Regions from separate parts of the Zea mays genome. Here region 1 is linked to region 2. Evidence: chromatin contacts called from public Hi-C data. All regions are on one chromosome and are shown on one strand. The core of a region is the stretch at or near the end of the contact, and the rest is flanking DNA. Distances in the headings are between cores, read along the strand shown.

Evidence for each region. A called contact is a pair of places that touch in the nucleus more often than the background predicts.
Region 1: a contact with region 2 is called in a Hi-C map of leaf, with 9 times the contacts expected there. The contact joins the promoter of LOC103643837 here to the promoter of LOC101202720 in region 2. A contact is called at or near these places in 2 of 25 Hi-C or Micro-C datasets (ear and leaf) and 1 of 3 datasets of contacts at active chromatin or transcription factors (leaf).

What each region holds. Positions count from the first base shown.
Region 1 is chr1:269,466,873-269,471,458 of Zm-B73-REFERENCE-NAM-5.0, reverse strand. LOC103643837 (histone H3.v1) reads right to left here and starts at 1,337. Exons shown (of 4, transcript XM_008667001.3): 1 at 491-1,337. The coding sequence starts at 991.
Region 2 is chr1:269,272,771-269,277,337 of Zm-B73-REFERENCE-NAM-5.0, reverse strand. It overlaps LOC101202720, which reads left to right and starts at 1,791. Exons shown (of 2, transcript NM_001327742.1): 1 at 1,791-2,346. The coding sequence starts at 1,840.

The DNA.
Region 1 (4,586 bases), core at 88-2,587, 190 kb before region 2:
CTCAATCCAAATAATTTTACGTTCAGCAGCAATCGAGCATTCCAAGTTCCTAACAGAAGAACGTAATACTGTTTTGGTCAACTATAAACTACAATGTTTAGTGCTGACTAATCTATCTCAGAAGATTCATTCTTCACTGCAAGAAGGAAATAGCTTCCAATTTTATTTTTTTTTTTGCCAGACTGAACAAGTACGCAGATGCCTAATCTAGAATCTACTTCCAGAACTCATTATTGTCAATTCCTTCATGGAAACTTAACTCTTAATTGCATCCATCAATATCCTCCTACAGTCCTACGCACTGCAATACTTAATTTCTTTCATGACTAACTTGCAACATACAGTCTCAGTATCTACAGCGTTCCCTAAATTTCCGATTGCTATTAGCAATTCTAAGTGTCACGGTCTCATAGCAATTACACACAGATACCCATGGACAAACAATGAACTGAAAGCCAAAGTGGTAAAGAAGAATTCGGACGGCCCTCACCTCCTCCTCCGGCTTTGGGTCAACACCTTCACTTTCACCCTGACCTTCTTCCGCATCGCCATCAACGACTACCTCCCCCGCATCTTCCATGTCCGCGTCCTCCACCGCCCCCTCCTCTTCTTCCTCCTGCTGTTCCGGATCCTCCGCCTCCGCCTCCACGTTCCCCTGCTCCTCCTGATGTTGCTGGTCCTGGTCCTGGTCGTGCTGCAACTGCTCCTGCTCCTCTTCTCCCCCGTCGCCCGCTCCTCCCTCCTCGTCCGGTGCCTCCCGCTCGGGGTCCGCGGCGCCACGGCCGCCATCCATGCCCGAGGAGGACGGGGAGGCCTGCCCCAGCGGCGTCCCGGCGAGGCGCGCGACAGCACGGAAGCGGTTGCGCAGGAGGCGGCGGAACCGCTTCACGTCGAGGGTCGGCCGGGGCGCCTCCCATCGGCGCGGGGCAGAGGCGCCGCTGTCGGGGCCGCCAATGTGGAGGTTGCCGCGGTACATCGAGATCGCCACCATCCTCCAGTCCAGGGTCCCTGCCCGCTCCGACCGCCGCGGCGACGTAGGGTTTGGTGGGTTCTGCTCCGATGCGGTGGGCGTGTGTGGCGTGTGGGTAGAGATGGCAATGGGTACCCGAAACCCGAAACCCGATGGGTTTTTACCCCATTAGGGTACGGGTTTGGGCCAATTTTCATACCCGTGGGTTTGTTAATGGGCATAAATCTGTACCCAGCGGGTTTATGGGTACGGGTTTGTTCCTATAGTACCCAAACCCGTGAACCCGTGGGTTTTTTAAACCCGACCAAACCTAGTGCATATTGTCATTTTATTTTATAAACGAACAAGAAACTTGTTATTCCTTATTTGCTTCATAATTTTTAACAATTGGTGAATGTATCAGTAATCGGTGAGAGTGTTGCTTGCTTGCTATTATAGTTTTTACTAGCGTTATATATGTGGTGGATGGATAACTTAGTGCAAGGTCACTTAATTATACAACTTATTATTTGTATTTCATTCTCTCTACTAATAATTTTTATACCAAATCATGAACTCGTTGTTTATTACATAGATTTTGGATCATGATATCATTAATCATTATGATACTTATTGATTATGAGAAGATAATTATATTGGAGATGAAACCCGTGGGTAACCCATGGGTACCCGTTAACCCGATGGGTACGGGTTTGGGCAAAATCTCAAACCCGTCACGGGTACGGGTTTTTTAATGGGCATAGATATTTTTCACGGGTACGGGTTTGGGACGGCAAAACCCAGCGGGTTTGTACCCGTTGCCATCTCTACGTGTGGGTAGGGGTTAGTTGCGGTCACGGCTCTGGACTGGATGCCTGGGGATTCCGTTCGGTTCATCGGGTGCGGTGGACTTTTTCGCGTTTCTGCGGCCGATTTTTTTTTTTTTTTTTGCATTTTGGCCCTTAAAAAATCATGTTTAATGTTATTTTTGGATCATTTGCTCGTCGTCATATCCTATGGCATCGAGGTAACACAGCGCCGCCATCAACGTGGCACTGAGCTCGACGCCAAAATTTATAACGTCGAACTCGGTTGTGTAACCATAAAGCCTATCTAGCCTAATCGGTACAACGGAAGGCTCTTAACCTTGTGGTATTGTGGTTGTGGGCTCGAGCCCCACAGTGGACATTCAATACCTTTTGTCTTTGTCACTGATTTGTTTTTTTTAGATTTTTCGGTTATGTCGCTGATTTGTCCGTCCAGATTTATTTCTCATCCAGTTTTTTTGTTTTTCTTATAAATCAGTCACAAAAACAAAAAATATCTGGATAAATAAACAAATCAGTCACAAAGACGGCCAACGCCGGTGTTCCAAACGTTGTTCCAAATGTTAACCACATCTAATGCCAAAACACTTGCCGAAATGGAGCATTTTGTAAGCATGCACGCTAGCTAGCTTTCCTGCTTTGCTTGCAGAGAAGTCCAGAGATCCTTCTGGGAGATGCTGCATGCAGCGGTTCATTATTCTGGTCTAATATATGTTGACTTGACTATTTCACCGCACGTCTGCATCCTATATGTGGCGCCGTTAGCGTTTTTTTTATTGTGATGATGATCAGTTGGGTTTATTTAGCGGCTTCCTGTTCTTGAACCTTCGCGTTAACCAATGTCATTTCTTTCGTCGTACTCGTACTTTCCGATGCATGATGTTGTTTGTCAAACAAAAGGAATTGGCCGGACTCGACAGGCAATCAGTCAAGAACACATCATATAGCCACCCGTATGGCTAAGTACGTGCTGAAACGTTCATGACAGTATTGTAGTGGGTTTTTGTGTGTTTCCTCAATCGACAAATGTAGTGCTAGCAAAGAATTTTGGATGAGAAATAAATCTGGACGGATAAATCAATGACAAACGAAAAATCTAGACAAAAAAAATCAGTGACAAAGACAAAAAAAAATATTAAACGTCCACCGTGGGGCTCGAACCCACAACCGGTTAAAAGCCTTGTGCTCTACCAACTAAGCTAGACGGGCTTTGTGCCTACAAAAAACCCAGCTTGGCGCCATAGATTTTGGCGCCGAGCTCGGTGCCACGTCGGCGCCATAGCACCTGTGTTACCTCGGCACCATAGGCTATGAGGTCGAGCAAAGGGTCCAAAAATGACGTTAAATTTTTCTAGAGTCTAAACATGATTTATTTTCCGATAAAGGGCTAAAATGGAAAAAGATCGGTTTCTGGGGCGGGTTGCCGTGCCCATCATTGGGGGTTATGATGATATGATGCTCTTCACGTTGCGCGCGGGCAGATTGTTGGGGGCCTACAACTACAAGGCGTGGGAGCCCATGGGCTGGTGGTAGTGTTATGCAGTAGGTGACCCATGGGCCTAAATCAGAAGAGAAGGCTTTTTCAAGTTTCCATGCTGCCAATAAAAATCTACCTTTTGTTTCTAAAAAAATTAAGAAGAAATCAAAATTAGTGCAAGTGTGTATCCCTTACCAAAAAACTGCTTTACTTCTTTTCATTCATACCTGGGGCATTTGATAATCTGCCACCCTCGCCGAATCACGCGAACCGGAGCGAGCACTTTCCACGCATGAGAATATCCAACCACCAACCAAAAGCATCGCTGGTGCCAACCAAAAGCAGAGCGACAAATCCTGTGCGGATTTTTCGACGTAGGAGAGGAAGACCGACAAGCTGGGTTCGATCGGTCGTTGCCAAAGATTGAGGTCTGACAGGGTGACTGGCGTCGAGCTCGAGCGGCGGATGGTCGACACACGAGGGCCGTCGTCGTCTTCCTCCGAGCAGAGCCGAGAGACGAACCATCCATGTCCAAAGTCCAACCGCACTCGCGCCTGGCCGAAGCCAAACAAACGCTGAGAGGCATAAAGCTATCCCCGCCTCCCTGGGGGGCCTTCACGTTTGGACCACGCGTGGAGGAAGAGGGATCGGGACGCCACGCAAAGCCGTGCCGGCGAGGCGCCCGTTCGGTTCGTCGGTCCCGTGCCGAAGCATGGCCTGCGCGGGACGCTGGCACCCCCGCCGCGAACACGAGGTAGTAGTACTGAGCTGGCGGCCGTCCCGTGTCCCGATCGGATCCCCGCAGGCGCCAAACACCAGACACCAACTGGCAGAGGCCAGAGGCCAGAGCCCCAGAGCGAAGCTGCTGCGTGCGGCTACGACGAAACAGTGGCCAAAGCGAAAACGGTGACGTCTCGCGGTCGCGGGCGGGTCCGACTCCAGGCAGAACTGTTCCGCACGGGAGCACGAGCACTTTGGGTGGTTTGGCTTTGTGCCTGTTTATTTCGGATTCTGACAGCTTCTATCCATCAAAAGCTGCTGCGGACTGCCAAACGCTCAGCTTTTCAGCCAGCTTCTATAAAATTCATTGGGACAAAAATCATCCAAAATTAACATAAACACATAATCGGTTGAGTCGTTGTAATAGTAGGAATCTGTCACTTTCTAGATCCTGAGCCCTATGAACAATTTTATCTTCCTCCACACATAATCGTAATGATACTCAGATTCTTTCTACAGCCAGATTCTTCCCACAGCCAGATTTTCAGAAAAGCTGATCAGAAAAACCCTGAACCAAACAGGCCCTTTGTCCAGTCCAGACGAGGACGACATG
Region 2 (4,567 bases), core at 542-3,041:
ACGCCCGTCTCCTCCTCCCTTCGCGCTCCGTCTCGCGCCGACCCATCTGGGCTGGGGCACGCGGCGACATTTCACTCGTCGGTCCAGGAACCCCCCGGTCTCGAAACGCCGACAATATGATATCTACAAATGCAAATTAAGCATCATATTAAAGTATTTTTTGAGTACGAATTCAAATATATAACATGCATATAATAAAAATATACGTTTTTTTGCTAAATTGTTGGTTAAAGTTTTAAAATGTTGACTTTTCTAAAAATATGTGCGACTTATTATTTTCTAGGATTTTCTAGGATAGAGAAAGTAGTTAGTAGCTAAAATTAGTTGGAAGATTTAGAATGAGTCAGCTAATAGACCAACTAATATTTAATTATATCTCTTCAATAGCTAATATAGCTGCTCTAAGAGCAGTCCCAACCCTCCGTTGTGCCTAAGTAGAGTCTATGCTGTCACATCATCAAGACATAAGTTGTAGAAACTACATCTTCCAACTCAAACGGCGAAACTCACACATGCCGAGGGGTCGCAAGCTACGTGCATGGTATCCGAGGCTTTACTATAGTTCCATAAAACATATGGTAGAAGTGGTGTTGGGGCGGTGTCCTAGCTCATTGGAGATTGAGCCGACATGGTTTCCTGCATGAGACTCAGTGTCTTCATTTTTTTTCCTTTCTTTCATTAACGCTCTTGCCATATCATCATTTTGCCTATGTGGCAGTCTATTTAATGTTATGGAAACCAGTTGACGTGGAGGGTTGGGACTGCTCTAACACAACAACCAGTTAATACCTTATTAGTAGACTAACAATTAGAACATACCCTTAGAGTCATATCACCGGTTCGTACGGATAACAATAGCTAGTCCTATAAAATTTATGCGGTCCAAACAATGTACTAGAGGACAGGATTAGCGATCAAGACCAACTGCTCCTGCTACCTGGTCGCTGTCGCCTGAATACTTCTATCTCGGATTTATCCGTGAAGAATCCTGAACTGATTGATGGCTGAAATTAATTGAATCGGCCGGTGAAGAACAGATCAGGACCCTCCAGCTGAAACGATAACGACGTAGCGTAATGGCCCGCTGCTTCTAGATGGCGACCTCGTGCCAAACATCATCATAAGCTGGCCGACGTCGATCACTTTGCACGGACTCGCTTTCTTTTGCTGTGTTTGGTTTGTAGAGTCACTTTATACTTTATAAGGTGATGTATCATAAGTTTATTTCATTTATTTTAGTAGAATCAACTCACTCCTCATATATATGCTAATTATTAGCTTATAAGGAATGGGGTGGCGATGGATCAACCTATTCTATTACACAAACCAAATAAAAAAGTGAAGAGTAAGAAGAAGATGGATCACTTCATTCCTCAAACCAAACACACTCTTTATTTCTTTCATTCACAGGGAGCCTCAAATCAAGTGTTAATCCACAGCGGATTTAGAGACACCAAGGGGACTTCTTGTGTTTCTTTATCAACTCCTAATGCAAATGCCAACATACACACAAACACACACAAATCGAATGAAAAGAATGGTAGTGCAAGTGTACAATCTTAAGTCTTTGCTTGATTAGTCATGATGTGATGTGTGAACATATTCTGACTTCTGAGAAATCTCCATCGCCGTATCTAATCATAGCTACGTAAGTACTTTGTTTGATACGTATTAAAAAAAATGTACTCGTTCAAAATCCAGATAGCTATATAGTCAAGAACCAGTTTAAGAAGGCACTATATAATAGTCAGTCTGCCACATCCCAAAACGCAACACACAAGCTAAAATAAAGCAAGCACCAGAACTCTTTTTTCCCCAAACTCGCAAGTCGCAACGGCCATGTCTCCGCTGCCCCGCCGCCTCGTGGTCCTCGTCCTCCTCGCCGCCGCCGTCGCGGCCACGGCGTCCGCCGCGTCCCTCAGCGGCGCGGCGAACGACCTGCTGCCCAAGTACGGCCTCCCGAAGGGGCTCATCCCGGACTCCGTCACCTCCTACAGCTTCGACGAGGCCACGGGCGCCTTCGAGATCCACCTCGCCAGCACCTGCTACGTCCACTTCGGCTCCCACCTCGTCTACTACGAGAGGACCATAACCGGCAAGCTCTCCAGGGGCGCCATCTCGGACCTCTCCGGCGTCCAGGCCAAGAAGCTCTTCCTCTGGGTCTACGTCACGGGGATGGTCGCGCACCCCGACCAGGGCACCATCGAGTTCCAGGCCGGCTTCGTCTCGGAGTCGCTATCAGCCTCCATGTTTGACGAGGTGCGCACCTGCGGTTCCAGCGCTGGCGCGCAGCTGCGCGGCGCGGCTGGGGTCATCGGAGAGCTTGGGCTGCTCCCCGTTGCGCAGGTATTTTTTACGTCTTTACTCTTATATAAGTTGCCTAGTGTCGAACCAGTTGGGCGGTGGATCCGTGGATGGGAATTTAGTCCCGCTTTTGTTTACTTGATTGATGATGAAATCGTAAGGTAGAAATATTGGCTCAATTTTGATCTCTGCCGCTCAGGTTCTTTCATGTTCAGTAGTTCTCTTCTGCGGCTCTGATACATATAGATTTGCCTTAGGACTTTGATCTGTAAGTTTTTGGTGCTTGGATTTCACACTGAGACTTATAGATCCGATTTGACCTTCACAACGAGCACTTGAAATTGGAGGTCTGGTTTTACCTTTATCTATAGTCGTTGACTTGCTGTGACAGATGGATCTTAGTGTAAAACATGCTCACGAGTTCAATAATGCATACAGTTTTTATGTGGCGATGTTTTTTTTTTGGGTCCAGAGGGCCTGGCTCAGAGTTTAAATGGGACAGAACTTATCATTTGTTGTTTAAGGAATGCTGTGAAGATCTCTCCTGCATATCTGAAGGGGGAGGAGGGGGGAGATGTTGTGAAGATAGATTCTAGGTATATTTGGGTATACAAGCGTGTTGACATTGTACTAGCATCATTTGGCAAACAAAACAGCTTGCTGTCTTAGTTTGCATGAGTCACAGCGTTTAATAACAGAAAAAATCATCCTTGCTTGTGTTCATTTTAACAATCAATTAAATTACCCTAGGCAACTACAACCGAGTTCCAAAGCTTTTAGTCTTTGGGATTCTTGGAATCAATCACACCGTTAACAAGGATGATACATACAGTAGCTCTAATGCAGTAATGCTTCAACTACAGTTGGTTTCTAAGAATCTAATATGGAGTTCTTAACTTAAGGGATCATGGGATGCCCATTTCAAGTTTAAAAAAAATTCAGAATGGTTGAAGGTGTTCTTTTCTAACGAGTTTTGCTTAAATATTTGTTGAACTAATTTGATTATCAATGCATTTGACTGCATATTTGGCTATAATAAAGCTATTGGGAAGCTATTACGGTCCATGGATCAAACATTTCATTATTCTTATTATTTGTTGGCATTGCCTTCTGCATTAGCGATTCAGCATCTGTCTCTCTTGGTCTCATTTCCTTACATGAAAGGAGGCAAGTACCAACCTTATAAATTTATAAAGGAGGGTCTCTCAGGAACTAAAACCCATTTTCAGTGTTTGCAACTCAACTGTTAAGTGCAGACGTTGGAAGCATTGCAACTTAACTTGGCGCTGATATGTTGGATGGCATTAATATTGTTCATGGGTGCTGCACACTTGGATCAACAGGAGTCAACCATTTGTTGTCCTTATTAACTGTACTGCCAAATAGCACATGTCATGCATTCGTGGCGTGACTTCCCATATAGGAGTTTCAAATTTTACTTTAAATCGCAATCTTCTCACCTAGAGCTACTTGGCAGTGACTATTTTGGAGATAAGATATGTTAAACTATGGGCCATAAGCTTAACATCCACTGCCAGGTTACGATGGTTGAACTTCTCTTGTCATGTTCCAAGTTAGCTAGTACTCCCTCCGTTCTTTTTCATTTGTCACAGTCGCGGTTTAGTTCAAAAATGAACTAGCGGGTGACAAATATTCAAAAACGGAGGTAGTAGTAGAGAAAGAGTAGATACTTTCTGTTGCTGCTGAAACCAAAGGAGAGGGAGGGACCTATTGGCTAGCAGTTTGGCTTGGCTCTTGCAGGACATTATGCACTGAGAAGTGAGAATATGTAGTTTCAATTGTGCTTGGGAGTCTAATGTAACAGTTAGATAGTAGCGGAGAAAGAGTGGTTCCTTCTATTGGTGCTAAAACCAAAGGAGGGGAGGGACCGAAAATATAGGCCATAGTGGCTATCTTGGCTCTTGCAGGGCATTAGGTACCGAAAATATGTAGTTTCACTTGGGCTTTAGCATCTAACTTAACAATATTGAATGATTTGGTACTTTGGTGTCTTTTTTAGTTATAGAATTTTAGATATTTTCTTATGTTTCAGGGGAAACAATGTTATATCTGAGTGACTAGGTCTGTCCCATTCTGTTAATTTTACATTAGACAAGATAGCTTTGAATGATCATACTTGTGCATTATTCTATAGTACTAGATGAAGAAACACTCCTTTGAGTTGCAAACTGTTGAAAATGGCTGGCTCTGTAAATGTGACCTTGATAGTTTTCTTTTGCCATTTTCATTGTTAGATTTGTTG